Regions from separate parts of the Mus musculus genome. Here regions 1 and 3 are each linked to region 2. The links are chromatin contacts, called in public promoter capture Hi-C maps. All regions are on one chromosome and are shown on one strand. Each heading gives the region's core, a stretch centred on a gene start, on an enhancer-like site or on the middle of the called end of the contact. The rest is flanking DNA. Distances are from core to core; before and after follow the strand shown.

Region 1 (4,338 bases), core at 1,221-3,720, 250 kb after region 2:
CAGAGAGCCTTGAATAGAAACCCCAGCCCAGTATTGACTGCTGTGCGACCTTGGGCCAGGAACTTGGCTTCTCTGAGCTCAGCATTCTGATCTCTGAAAGTGGGATTGACTTCAGATATCATTGTGGGGTGTGTCTAAATAGGGTCCTGCTCATGCCTGGGTGTGCTGAAGGTGACCGCAGAAGGGCAATCCTAGCTTAAGGAGGAAAGTTCTGGGTTTAGAAAGATCCTGTGGCTCGGTCTTTTAATGGTGTGACAGAACCTGTAGGAGGAGCCACAAGTGAATGACCCCATTCTGGGTCTAAGCAGCACAAATCTCTGAAGGAGGAAGCAGGTTTCCCCCATCCACCCCAACCCCCACCCCGTGCCGCCTTAGAAGGCTGGGTTTACAGGAGGGCTTGACCTCCTGTTGGCGCCACTCTAGCGACTGCCTGGTGACCCCACCTGGCTCTCAAGGACACCTGCCCCATTGGACCAGAGCTCAAGGGTGACCTGGTGAGCTAAGCTGTTGAGTTGTGCAGGACTGAGGGATCTGCTGGGGATCTCAGAGGGCATCAGCCTTCCTGCATCTTCTCAAGCTTTCCTTGGGCAGGGTGCAATCCTCATAGTCTGGTAGGTGGCACAGTGGTTAGAGACAAAGGTAGGCCCAGGCTGCTTGGGGTCAAATCTGGCCTTGGTCATATCGGCTATGTGGCCTCCATTTCTATATCTGAGTTCTCACAGCTGTGACCTGGACATTTCGACACATCCTGGGGTAGGGGTAGGAAGGTTTCATTCACTTAACCAATTTAGGTTTCTTAAGCATCCATGCATCTTAGTATGGTATAGCATAGTGTGAACAAAATCCAGGGAACAGGATGAAAGGCTTAGCAAGGGAGCAAAGAAACCTCTATCTTCCACACCCCAGGAGCCTCAGTCTCCCCCTAAAGCTTGAGAATACTCACCCCTCAGAACTGCTGTTAGAGTGCCTGAATACAGTTGGTGCTTAATAAATGCCAGCTCATAACAATAAACACCCCAGTCCAGGGACAACCAGGAAGCATGGGCTCTGAGATTCCAGTGCCTGACCCTCTGTTTCTCTGCTGTGTGATCTGCTGCAAGTTCCTTAACTTCTCTGTGCCTTTAAAATAGAGATAACATAAGTCTCCAACTTAAAAAAAAAGGATTTATCAAATAAAAGTGAAGCACTTAATGTCCTTTTCATGCAGAAGTACCAGCAACTGTTCCATCGTGAGCATCTAGTGAGTTCTAATCCTATAAATGATAGCAAAAATAAACACTGTTAACAAAGTAATGGCCATCAGGAATCCCTAAGGCCTAAGATGCTGGTTGGCTGGAATTGTGTAGCTGCCTCTCCCTGTCCAGGCACTGGCCAGTGTGGACGCTTTGTGGTGTGAGTCTGGGGGTTCTGTGAGTCACACAGAGGGCGGAGCTTGATATGAGTGTGGAGGGAAGCATCGGTCCAGATTCCACTGGGTAAGGAGGAACTCTCGTACACCAGGGTTCCCCTGCCTGTCCACCACACCAGAGGAAGCAGCGGAGCCTGCTGACCACCCTGCCCTCTCCCAGCTGGCTCCTGGCCTCACGGAGGCTGCCAGCAGCTGCTGCAGAGTGACAGGCAGAACTCTCTCCTGGAGAGATCAGAAGCCCTGGGGCAGCCTATCTAGCTGCCGATAGGGATGAGCCACCAAGGGTGGGGGAGGGGTGCTGTGGAGACCTGGGAATGGAATGGCCTGTCATGGACCGAGGTTCCGGGGCAATGCTGGACAAGTCCTTATCTAGAGATTAGTTTCTCAATTTTGGAACGAAGACGTGGGGCCCAGATGACTTTAAAATTCTCAAGTTCAAAGTCGCTCATATGTCTCTTAGAGTCAAGGTCATGGGAAGGGTCATGGGAGAAAGGGAGCTGGTATCTGTACATGGAGGGCATGCCTATCAAGATGTCCCTTTCATGGGACTAGCTGGAGACATCACTCAGGAGAAAGGGACCAAAAGGAGGAAGTGGGGCAGAACAGGGCAGAAGCTATCCCTGCAACAGTGCCTCCACCTTGAGTCTCTGCCTCAGCCTGGGCGGCTCTCGAGCATAGCCTGCACCCCAGCACGTCCCCTGAGCTGTGGCAAATGCAGTGGCCCTTGGTGCCCTGTATGAGAACAGCTGTGAGCTGTGGCTGCCCTCTGAGCAACAAGATGTGAAGTGTGAGCACCCCCCTGGAGCAGATGCCTTGTTCCAGTTCAGACATCTGTGTGCCTAGGGAAGGCAAACTGAGGTTCCTGGAGGTCAGGGCTGCAGCAGAGAAGCCCAGGCTGGAGAAGAGGCCCTCTGGGACCCCTCTCTGTCCACTCTCCCATGTGTAGCTGGAGCCCAGGCTGCCGTGTCACAGTCTCCTCGCAAGTGTCTGAAGGCAGGATATTAAGAGCTCTTTAGGCCACTTCTAAATTTATCAACTTCAGTGACTCACTTCAGATGGAAATGAGTCCCTTCTCAGCCGCCCCAGCCCTGGCTTCTGAGCTTGGAGCATCTTGGGGAAGGGAGGGAGGGAGTACAGAGCTAGAAACAAAAATTGGCTGAGCACTTGGCTGTGCCAACGCCCTTGCTGCGGACTAGCTGCACCTAGGTGGTCACTGATAGCAGGTGTCCAAGTGCGATGCTGTCCCTGAGCCCTCATGGGACTCATGCGACTCAGACTTAGCCTGGATGATATTTGGGTCCTCCAGAGCTTCTGCACAATGGACTAGGTTAGTGTAGAGTCCACAGCCTAGACCCCGCCGGCATCTAGGCAGCAGGAATGGTGTAGACTGTGGCTGGCACTGTGGTCCACAGCTGTCTCTGGGCCTTTCTTTGTTCCCTGATTGACTCGGGTCTCTGATAGCTTCTGAGGAAGGGGATTCTTAGCTGAATGAAAACTGGCATCCTGGTCCCTGGGTCTTCTCTATTCTCTGAAGCCTCACAGGAACCCCAGTTTTCCTTTCCCTTCCAGAGCAGCAGCAGAGGAATTCAGGCCCAGTGCAGAGACCTAAAAGAGTGAGCGCTGTCCATGGTACCAGTCACGGAACTCAGGGCCCTGGTCCAGGCAGACCAAAGAGAGAAAAAGGGATAAGATAACGCCTTCTCCAGGACTCAGGCAAAGTTGGGCTGTACACCCAAGTGTACAGTTGGCCGAGTACACCCAAGAACCAAAAGGAGCCCTGACCTTTGTCCGTTCCCCACCAAAGTCCAGCTTTGGGGATGGGTACTTTATTGTGTAAGCATCAGCCTGCCGCTGCTGAGGGAATCCCAGCATGAACACAGACAAGTAGTGTCTTCTGCGTGGGTGACTGTTCCAAGACTGTGACCGCTGTGAGGGAGTGTCTGAGGGTGAGGAGATGGCTGTGCCCAGCCCAGCCCATGCCTCACAGCTACTAACCTGTCACCACGGCTCCCAGCATGTGTCCTTGCTTTACAGGTTCCCAGTGAGGTTTCAGAACTTGCCCCCACCCTGTGGCAGGAAGGTGGTAGAACATAGATGGGTGCTAGGCAGCTACTGTGCCCTGTGGACGGCACTGTGCTGTTTATGGGGGCTTCAGAGGGCAGCTGGGCATCATCAGAGAGGGCTTTCTCTGCCAGTACCGATGGAGGATCCAGCATAGGACGAGGCTTAGTGCATACTCTGAGTCCAAGGGTCTAGGCTGGGTTCTCCAATACTTCCTTACTGTGTGACCTTGAGCAGGCCACTCAAGTCTCTCTGTATCTCAACATCCTCACTTTTGGAAAGAATGGGGGTAAATAAAAGTACTGATTGCCTCATATGGGAAACAGCCTAGAACAGTGCCTGGCAGAGCCAATCCTCCACCAAGTCATAGCCGTTTAGCTGTTCCTTATTAGTGATGGGTCGGAATAACGGGGGAGCAAGACCCTAATCCCTCCCCCCTGAATCTTTCCCCAGCCTCCTTGACAGCCCCCCATACCATTAGGGCAAGCATCACTCAGTGTCCATCTGGCCTATCACGTTGCTCGGTCTTGAATAACCCTCCACTACCAAGCAGACTGGGAGAGACCAGGATTCATTTTTGTATCCATACATTTGTGACACCACCGCCCCTGCTCGCCTTCCCAGCCTCGCCTTCCACACCCCGTCCACCAACTGCTCAGTCAGCTGAGAGTTCAGCCATCAGAGCGAGGGTGGAGGACAGTGTCGCTTCTCCCCCACCACACAGCCTTTGCTGTCACTGTCACCCATCTCCAACCCCTTGCTGCGTGCCACCTTCCTGTCAGCCTCCCAGGGTGCAATCCCAGGTCTTGTCAGCAGCAAAACTCAGGGTGCCAATCCTCTGCCGCATACCCTGCGGCCCTCCCATGGTG
Region 2 (4,304 bases), core at 1,181-3,680:
CAATACCCACGGCCCCGGGCCTTTCTACAAAATAAATGAAATGAAGTTGGCCCTGCCCCTAGCCACAGATGGGGAAGCCCCCCACCTCCAAATCCCTCACTTTCTTTCTCTCATCTAATAACAAAGCATGAGAACCCAGCATTCTCCATCTGATGTTACGAATGCAGGCTTTACCTGAAATTGCTTTTGCTAAATGAAGCCTCTTTGCCCACAGGATTAACAGCAACAAACCTTGATGAATCCAGATAGTGTGGACTTAGCTACTAGGCTTTGAAAGGGTCTTAAATCTTTTTCTGAGCAGGGAACTAATTTAAGATTGTACCCTGGTACTTTCAATTATTGTGAGAATCTTCCAGTCCAGCCTGCGGACATGTTATTTTTAGAGGAACCCACAGCCCAGCTAGATTGAAGGCAGAAACTTATATGACAGAGTAAAAGGCGTCTGAGGCCTGACTCCAAATCTATTTGATTAAAAAGCTGAAGTGGTTCCCTTAAGAGCTTGTAATTCACCTTTGAGCCTCCGAGAATCCAACAGATGACGCTGGTGGGAATGCCAGCTGGCCGGTGTACCCACAAAGCTAGTACTGTAATTCTTAAAATAACTAACTTGACCATGCCGGGGGTGTCTGCATCGATGGAGGCTTTTGGCAAATCAAAGAGCAAACAACCAACAATGAGTCACGTTTCAACTTTACACACTACAACCTTAAAAACAATTTGTAACAAGGCTTCTGATTTACCCAATTTATCTCCATTTTCTACTTTTGCCAAATGCGTCTTATTTAGGCCTAACATTTCCCAGATGAATAAAGATGTTAAAATAGTTTCTGCCCCAAACTATCCTAAAGGTACAGCTTTTCCTAAGCACACATGGTAGCTTCTGAAGGCTCCGTCTGCACAGTGAGGCAGGGCCTGCCTGAGGGCACAGGGTGCATTTTGGGTCTTCAAGTCTGCAGCCAGCTGTCTCCCCTTGCCAAGCCACGGACACCACTGGCCACTTCATTACCAGTGCAGGACAGGCCTGGAGCAGCCTGTGCCTTCAGGGTGAATGTCCCCAAAGAAAGGGCCTGAGCCAGGCAGTGTGGTTCGCAGGCCCCTTAGCTGTTTGTACAGGAAGCCCTGCACTGTCCCTGCCAACCAACTTCTCTATCACCTTTTTAGGGTTTGAGATTTTTTTCTTGAAGATTAGGGGTAGGACAGGGAGGAGAAAAAACGCCAACACAGGTCTTTTCTGAGAGGAACTGTGCCACCACAGGCTTTAATGGGACCCCTCGCCACTCTGCCATCCTACTGTGATAGGAAGGGTGTGGAAGTTTGAGGGGGATGTGGGGGTGTTGGGTACCACTCTGAGATGGGGACCACAGCTTCATTTCTTCCTAATGGCACTCTGTGATGCTGTCGTTGGAAGGGATGCTGGTCTTCCCCGTCTCACACACATCAGCGTGGTTGCAGTTGTTGTGGGTGAGTCTGAGCCCAGTAAAAGAAACTGCTTGGTGCCAGTTTTTCCTCCAGAGAGGCCTAAAATACTTTCCCTAGAAAGGGCCTACTACAGAGGGGAGCAAGTGGCAAATGGCCGTCCAAAAGTTCTCCCCCGGGGGTCAGCCTGATCCTGCACAGAAAGCTTTTAGAGTCTGAATCTCACTCTCAGCAGTAGTAAAACAGAGAGTTTCTTAGATGCTTAGTACCATCGTCGTTGAGATCCATAACAGCATTCCCTTCCAAGGTGACTGACTGTGAGACGATTTAAAAATTTACAAGACATGGCTAACGCTGGGCCCCTATTCCTGGCACTTCGGCGACCTCTCTAAAAGATTGCTCAGATCAGTCTCTTCCTGTGAGGACAGGGAACATCCGAGGCTAAATAACAGGTTTCTGCCTAAAATACCAGTGAGAGTGGCCTGAAAGCAGAGCTCCTGGGCCAGGTCTGTCCCTCACGCAGGTGACAGACGCTGCTCTGGGCCCGGTGGCAGGTGGCAGATGGTGGTGCGCTCAGGTGCGAAGCGGGCTCTGTGCACGCAGGCGCAGAGAAACAGGTGGGCCCCGTGCAGTCCCACAGCTCCTGGGGACTGGGAGGGGGGATCGGGGCCATGCACGAGAGGTGTCACCCCACCCCAGGTGTCGCCCCGCGTCCCCGCCATCCCCGCCGCGCTCACCTCCGCCGTTTTTGTAGCACAGGTAGGGAAAGCGCCACACGTTGCCCAGTCCGATGATCTCTCCAGCTACGCTCAACACGAACTCCACCTTGTTGTTCCAGTGGCCGCGCTCGTGGACAGCCTTGTCGCGCGCCTCGCGCGTCCCCGCCGCGCCCCCGCCGCCGCCGCCCAGCGTCTCGGACCCCCGCGCCTCCTCGGCCGCTTTCCCGTTGCCCAGGGGCAGCGCTTGCTCCGCAGTCATGGCCGCCCTGCCGCCTCGTGCGCCGGCCCCGGCTCTGCGCCGCCGCCCCGGGCGCCCGGGCTTTTGAGAGGCTCGAGCGGCGGGCGGGGGAGCCGGGGGTGGAGCCGAGGGAGCCGCCCGGGTCGGACCGCACGGGACGGGGACACGATGCCCAGGCCACCTCCTGCCCGCTTGAATCCCGGGATGGTAGGGGCGCTGCAAGTCCAGTGACTTGACCTTGTGCGCCCAGCGCCTCCCTTAATACCTTGACCTTGCGCCCACCTGGCTAACTCAGGGCACAGGGTTTGCCCTGCAGCCTGACTCGCTGGCTTCTGAGTGCAGGTAACAGCAGAGTTGTTATCCAGGCCCAAGTGGGCTATGAGTGCTGCACCTGAACTTCTATCCCCTCTCTGTGACCTTTCAAAGCTTGGGCCTCAGTTTTCCCATCTCTACTCAGAGGTAGATGGGCAGCTCTAACTTTTGAAGGGCGAACAGTTGTGTGTGTAGGGTTCAGTTGCAGGGGCCTGGTGAGAATACGGCCGGGGCATGAGATGCAAAGTCCTTTTGAAGCTCCCTGGTGATGGTAGCTGAGCTGTAGCCCCAACCCCATGCCCAGTACCCTCTACCCTGGAGGTCTCATTCCCCCCTCCCCCTCGTGGCCCCACTCTACACACATATGAGTCTCAACAGTGTGGCATTGAGTACGGACATCCAGCGGCAGGAGCAGGCAAGTCTAAGCTGAGTATCCTGCTTCACCTACGTGAGCTGTGTGACTTTGGCCAGGCTCCTGAGACTGCAGTTTCTCAGTTTGCTGTTCTGCAAAAGATGCTTCCAATATCACCTTCTTAGGTTTGTACTGCTTGCTTATTGTTTTGTTTGGGTGAAAGGATAAATGACAAGATGCTGATAAACAGTCTTCCTACAGTAGAGACAGTCAATGACCATGCACCATGCAGTATGCAGACATGCATGTCCACGTCTGGCTCAATACGTCCCTCCTCTCGGTTGTACAAACAGCATACAATGTCCTACAATAATGGCAGAGAACTTGGCGAAATATGCTATATAACATGTACTTAGAAAGTATTTGTAGATAATAAGGTCAAGGATATAGCTAAGTAAAAAGTCCTTGCTGATGATGTGTCGAGCCTTGGATTTCATGCCCAGGACCGAGCTGAAGTCAAGGGTATGGATAGAGATAGAGTCAGGGGTATAGGTAGAGAAGGAGTTGTTTTGGGTCGGATGACACTTGTGAGTTGACAGCTGGCCCTACCTGTGGTGCCCCTGGTGGAGGAAACTTTAAGAGGCAGAGCCTTAAAGGAGGGTCTTCAGGTTATTGCGGGCATGGGTTGGCCAGGAATATGGGAGCCCACCATCCTCAGGTTGGTCTCTTCTGCCATCCTGAGGTAAGCCTTCACTGTCCCATGACACACTTCTGCCTGAGTCCAAACTCAGGGCCTCTAGGAGGCAGTGCCAGATCCACACTGTACACTGCTTCTCGGAGCTATGTGCTGCCGCACTGAAAAGCTGACTGACCGACAGATGGAGGAAGGAGAGGCTGATGTCACGGTGGGTGTGGGCAGGTCCATGCTTCTTACATAGCCCTGGAGCAGACTCCTTGGGTTGCCTGGGTCCCTCTGGTCCCAGGGCTCCTGGGTCCCTGCCCTGTGACCCTTAGACACAACCTAGATGCCCTTCTTCCAAGCTCACATTTCTTAAAGAAGTAAGTGGAGTGTTGAATTAGTCTTGGAGGACTAGGCAGCAAATCCTGGTTCTTGGGCTTCTCTACCCACAGCCTGCCTGAGCCCTCTGTGGATTCGTGTACCTTCCCCTCTCCCTGCAGTTCCCACTCTTGTGATTTTTATGCCACCACCTCCTGTCCCCCACAGTCCTGATTGCTTGTTCTGATCTGCTTTTTCCCAGCCTCCAAC
Region 3 (4,117 bases), core at 35-2,534, 220 kb before region 2:
AGGACAAAGGAGATGACGTGGCTCTGAACTTAATGAGGTCTCCTCTAACATCGTGGGCATGTTTTCATAGTGAAGGCAATGAACGAGAAAGAGAGAGAGAGAGAGAGAGAAAATACAAATACACCGTGAAAATATACGTTCCCAGGGTTATTCTTCCATTATGTGTATGTGTATGTGCACGTGCATATGTGAAGGTGCATGCAAGCATGTGGGTCTGCCCTATGTGCTGTGACTAGAGGCCAACCTTGAGTGTCCTTCCTCAGGAACCTTCCACCTTTGTTTGATACAGGGTCTCTCCCAGGCCTAGAATTTTTCCCAGTAGGTTAGGCTAGATGGATGGGAAGCTCCAAGGATCTGCTTGCTTCTGCCTCCCATCTCTCTGTCACTGGAATTAGGAGTTCTAAGCACAAGCCACCATGCCCAGCATCTTATGAGGATCCTGGGGATCTTAACTCAGGTCTTCATACTTGTGAATCAAACACTTGACAGACCCACCCATCTCCCCAACTCTGTGCTTGCTAATTTTGCATGGGCCAGAATATCATCACACAGCCAAGTTCAGTGGCTAAGGAAACAGACTGTCATTTTAAGAGGGGAGGAACTCCAAAGCTGCGTGTCAAAAGAAGCATTTTTTAAAATCTGCTTCCATGGATATACAGGTGTGTGCCTGCCTGTGTGATTGCAGCTGTGTCTATGTGTGAGCATGAATGTGCATAGGCATGAATGTGTGCACACGCATACATAACTGCTGTGTGTGCATACATGTGCTTTGTTGTATGTATGAGCAAATCCTAGAAGCTTTTCTGCTTGAGTGCCTGTAGATCTGAACCTTCCTGGGTAAGTGTCTTGTTTAATGGACCAATAAAGTGTACTGCCCTAACCCAGTGGGATTCTAGAATCTTTGGGTCTGTTAAACAAGGTTTTGTAGTCAGGAACCCAATGCAAGAACCAGCTCTGCTACCACCTGGGTGGGCAAGTGACTTCAGACCCAGCCTTCTGACCATGAGGTGGGATCACCACTTCTCAGGTTCCTTTTGAGTGTCCTAGGAAGTGACACACCAGAAGGAGGGACTCGGAGCACACAGTGCACTGGGCTGTGGTTAACTGTGAGACTGAGTGGGGGTGGCTGTGATTTCCCCCTCCTGACTCTTCTCTCTGCCCCACATGCTTGACCCCTTTCCAGAAGCTGAAACTGAAAACTGAAAGCAGCTTCACGTCTCTTAATGTGTTGTCATGGCAACCGCTGGCTCCTGCTCATGGCTCTGTCGCCCCCTCACTGTGGGGCTGGGGTGTGGAGGAGGAGACATGGACTCACCAGAAGTCTCCCTTCTTCTGAAGATGTGGGAGGTCTGGCCCTGTCCTTGTGGCAAACACCCTACTCCTCCCACTGACCTTCAGCCACAGTTCAGGGATACAGGGATGAGCTGTTCAGAGTTCTCTGGGCATCCTTAGCCGCGGTGGATTCCAGGCCTTGGCTCAGAAAGTGGAGTCAGGTCTGAGGCATCTTGGAGGGGGCAATACCTGCGCAGTTTCAAATCTCCCCTCTCCTCTCGGGCGACTAAGGAAGAGGCGCATCCCTGCAAGCACAACCACAGGTGTCTGAGGGTGCCGGAGCTGGAATAACCCAATCACAGACCTGCTGGGGCTGTAATCTGTCACTTCATTTGGTGACTCATGCCTTCACTTACTCACGGATGTGTTTGCTTATCCATTCAATTATAGACTCTTCCGTTCACATTTAAATAACCATGCCTTCCTCTAAGTACTCACTGCTCTGAGCAAACATCCATTACTACCTGAGCTCTGAGAGTCGGGGAGATAATTAAGGTATAGCCTCTGCCGCCCTGTAGGGGTTCCAGGGTGGGGTTTTCTAACTGTAACAAGAAGAGGAGGAGGAAGAGGAGGAAGAGGAGGAAGAGGAGGAGGAGGAGGAGGGAGAGGGAGGGGAGGAAGAGAAGGAAGAGGAGGAAGAGGGAGAGGGAGAATGAGAGGAGGAGGAAGAGGAGGAGGAAGAGGAGGGGGAGGGGGAGGAGGAGAAGGAGGAGGAGGGAGAGGGAGGGGAGGAAGAGGAAGAGGAAGAGGAAGAGGAAGAGGGAGAGGAAGAGGAAGAGGAAGAAGAGGAGATGCCCATGGATAGACTGGTATTTTATTCTTTACAAAAAAACCCAGTACTCTGTAAGAAAAATATTATGTACATAGTGGTACACTGTGGTCTGGGGAAATGTTCAGGTGCTAATATTCACCTCTAGGACTTGAGGGGGTCATTTTTAGGACCACAACAGACACTGCATCCATGGGTGCAGTTCCTCTCCGTGAAATGGTACAGTGCTTGCACAAAGCCCTATGAGGCCAGCAGAGCCCAGTCTCTCTGCCGAGGTGAGACCAGGGGGACTTTAGACTCAGCCACAGAGAGAGTTGAAAGTCAGCCTGGGCTATGATGACCTTGTATCAAACAAACATTTAAATAAGACAATAAGTGAGGTCCTTTTCATCTATGCTCTGGAACACCAAGGTTGCTTGCTGACTGTGACTAGGGCAGAGGCACAGGGCATCACATAGACTGGGAACATATGTATAACCCACCCATTCTCTCCTGAGTAAGCCACTGTCAGAAGTCTTTATCTAGTCCCACCCCCTGTCCTTCTGACCCCTACCTCCAACACAAGGCCATATAAGTTTCCACCCACCCTCTATACCTCACAATAGGGACTAAATCTTAACACCCGAATCCTCAGAGAACACGTTCAAATCATGTCAGCCTTGAATGTCAGGGAAGGTAAAATGTTGGGCTTCCTCACACACAGAGGTGCTCAGAGGAAGAGAGGCTGTAACTTAGCAGGAGACCTGTGGCCAGCTTGGTGTAGAGGGTGAGGAGAGGCGGGAAGGGAAGAGGCACTGGTCTCTGGGTGGAACTGCAAGATGGTGAAGTATTTTCAGAGATAAAACAGTGATGGTGGACTTCAAAGGAGTCCTGGCTCCTGGGTAGGAGGCCAAGCTCAGGGAAGAAGCTGTTAGCTGAGACTGGGAACTTGATTCTGCCCCGACAGCCTCTCTCCATGAAAAGCAGAGGTAGCCAGTTCTCCAAATGGGAGCAGGTGTAACTGGAATTTATGTTCATTAGAAAAGAAGGCTCACTGTGACAGATAGGCAGTCCTAAGAGCAGTGTGGCGTCCACTGCTGGCCCAGTGTCCTCTGAGATCCCGGAGGCTTGAGTTCCCTCCCCTCCCTGAACTCCGACCTGTGAAGATGTACCTCTTGGTCATGCACATTGCTGTTATCAGTGCCAGACTCCTCCTCTAGCTGGAACCACACATGGAAAGCACCTGCAGCCTAAACTGACTGTCTTCTACCCGGTGGAATCCCAGGGAAGGGCTGTCACTCACTTGGGCCAAACCCATGTCATGCCATGTGCCACAGAGAGAAGCCCTGGGACCACATGGAGTCATTTTCTGCCACAGCCTGACCTGGGCTGTCCTGGCTGTGCGCAGATACCAACCCCTCCTTCCCTGAACATCTGCCTGGCTCCTCACACAGAGAATGGCTATGAGGGGACTATAACTGTGGGAGCCAGAGCCATGTCACACCTTATCCCAGAATGATTCCTGTCTCCTTCCCTTCTGGGTTAATACACAAGGCCCCCTGTGATGTGCTTAGCCTCCTGCCAAATTGGTCCTGGCTTACTCCGCTCTGGCTCCGGCATCCTGAGAGACCCCTTGATTTTATCCTTCTGCCACGAATACCAGTCCCCTGTGAATCTCTGTGGCTCCTCACATCCCACTGGTTCAGATATGACCTTTGCAGTCTGGCGTGTCTTCACAACCAGCTCTGTCTAAAGTTCTCCAGTCATGCAATACCCCCCACACCTGGCTTCCCTGCTTCAGGAAATCTCCCTAACAGGTCACAGACTCCATGTGCTGGGTACCAGCTGAAGCCTCTGGGGCACACATCTCTACACTGTTTCTTCTTAAGCCCCAGGGTTCACTCAGCACAGGAGGGTTCCAAGAAACACTGTGGTGTAAGTGCACAGCTAACCCCAGAGTTTAAGCCCAAAGCTTCTGCCATTTACCTGTGGGTTCATCCTTAGAGTCGGAGACAGAGACAGCATCCAGTCAAGACA

What was found. Promoter capture Hi-C pulls out the DNA fragments that hold promoters and counts their contacts.
Region 1: a promoter capture Hi-C map of second pharyngeal arch cranial neural crest shows a contact between it and region 2, with 2.7 times the contacts expected there. The contact joins the enhancer-like site here to the promoter of Slc6a11 in region 2. A contact is called at or near these places in 5 of 39 promoter capture datasets (the 3T3-L1 cell line, the HPC-7 cell line, cranial neural crest and 2 more) and 1 of 484 Hi-C or Micro-C datasets (nephron progenitors).
Region 3: a promoter capture Hi-C map of hippocampal neurons shows a contact between it and region 2, with 3 times the contacts expected there. The contact joins the enhancer-like site here to the promoter of Slc6a11 in region 2. A contact is called at or near these places in 13 of 39 promoter capture datasets (the 3T3-L1 cell line, cranial neural crest, embryonic stem cells and 7 more), 4 of 484 Hi-C or Micro-C datasets (all in embryonic stem cells), 1 of 115 datasets of contacts at active chromatin or transcription factors (forebrain) and 2 of 9 other capture datasets (adipose tissue and pancreatic islet).

What each region holds. Positions count from the first base shown.
Region 1 is chr6:113,880,738-113,885,075 of GRCm38.p6, reverse strand. The region is part of intron 1 of Atp2b2 (ATPase, Ca++ transporting, plasma membrane 2); the gene reads left to right. Among named protein-coding and RNA genes, the nearest start is that of Atp2b2, 8.6 kb to the left of the region's middle. Within about 2 kb of position 2,470, at least 28 of the 459 cell types and tissues checked have an H3K27ac peak or open chromatin away from gene starts, as enhancers often do. A contact at or near this core is called in second pharyngeal arch cranial neural crest, where this site is marked.
Region 2 is chr6:114,129,367-114,133,670 of GRCm38.p6, reverse strand. Slc6a11 (solute carrier family 6 (neurotransmitter transporter, GABA), member 11) reads right to left here and starts at 2,430. Exons shown (of 14, transcript NM_172890.3): 1 at 2,154-2,430. The coding sequence starts at 2,394.
Region 3 is chr6:114,345,523-114,349,639 of GRCm38.p6, reverse strand. No RefSeq gene overlaps it. Among named protein-coding and RNA genes, the nearest start is that of Gm38875, 50 kb to the left of the region's middle. Within about 2 kb of position 1,284, at least 42 of the 459 cell types and tissues checked have an H3K27ac peak or open chromatin away from gene starts, as enhancers often do. A contact at or near this core is called in forebrain, hippocampal neurons and trophoblast stem cells, where this site is marked.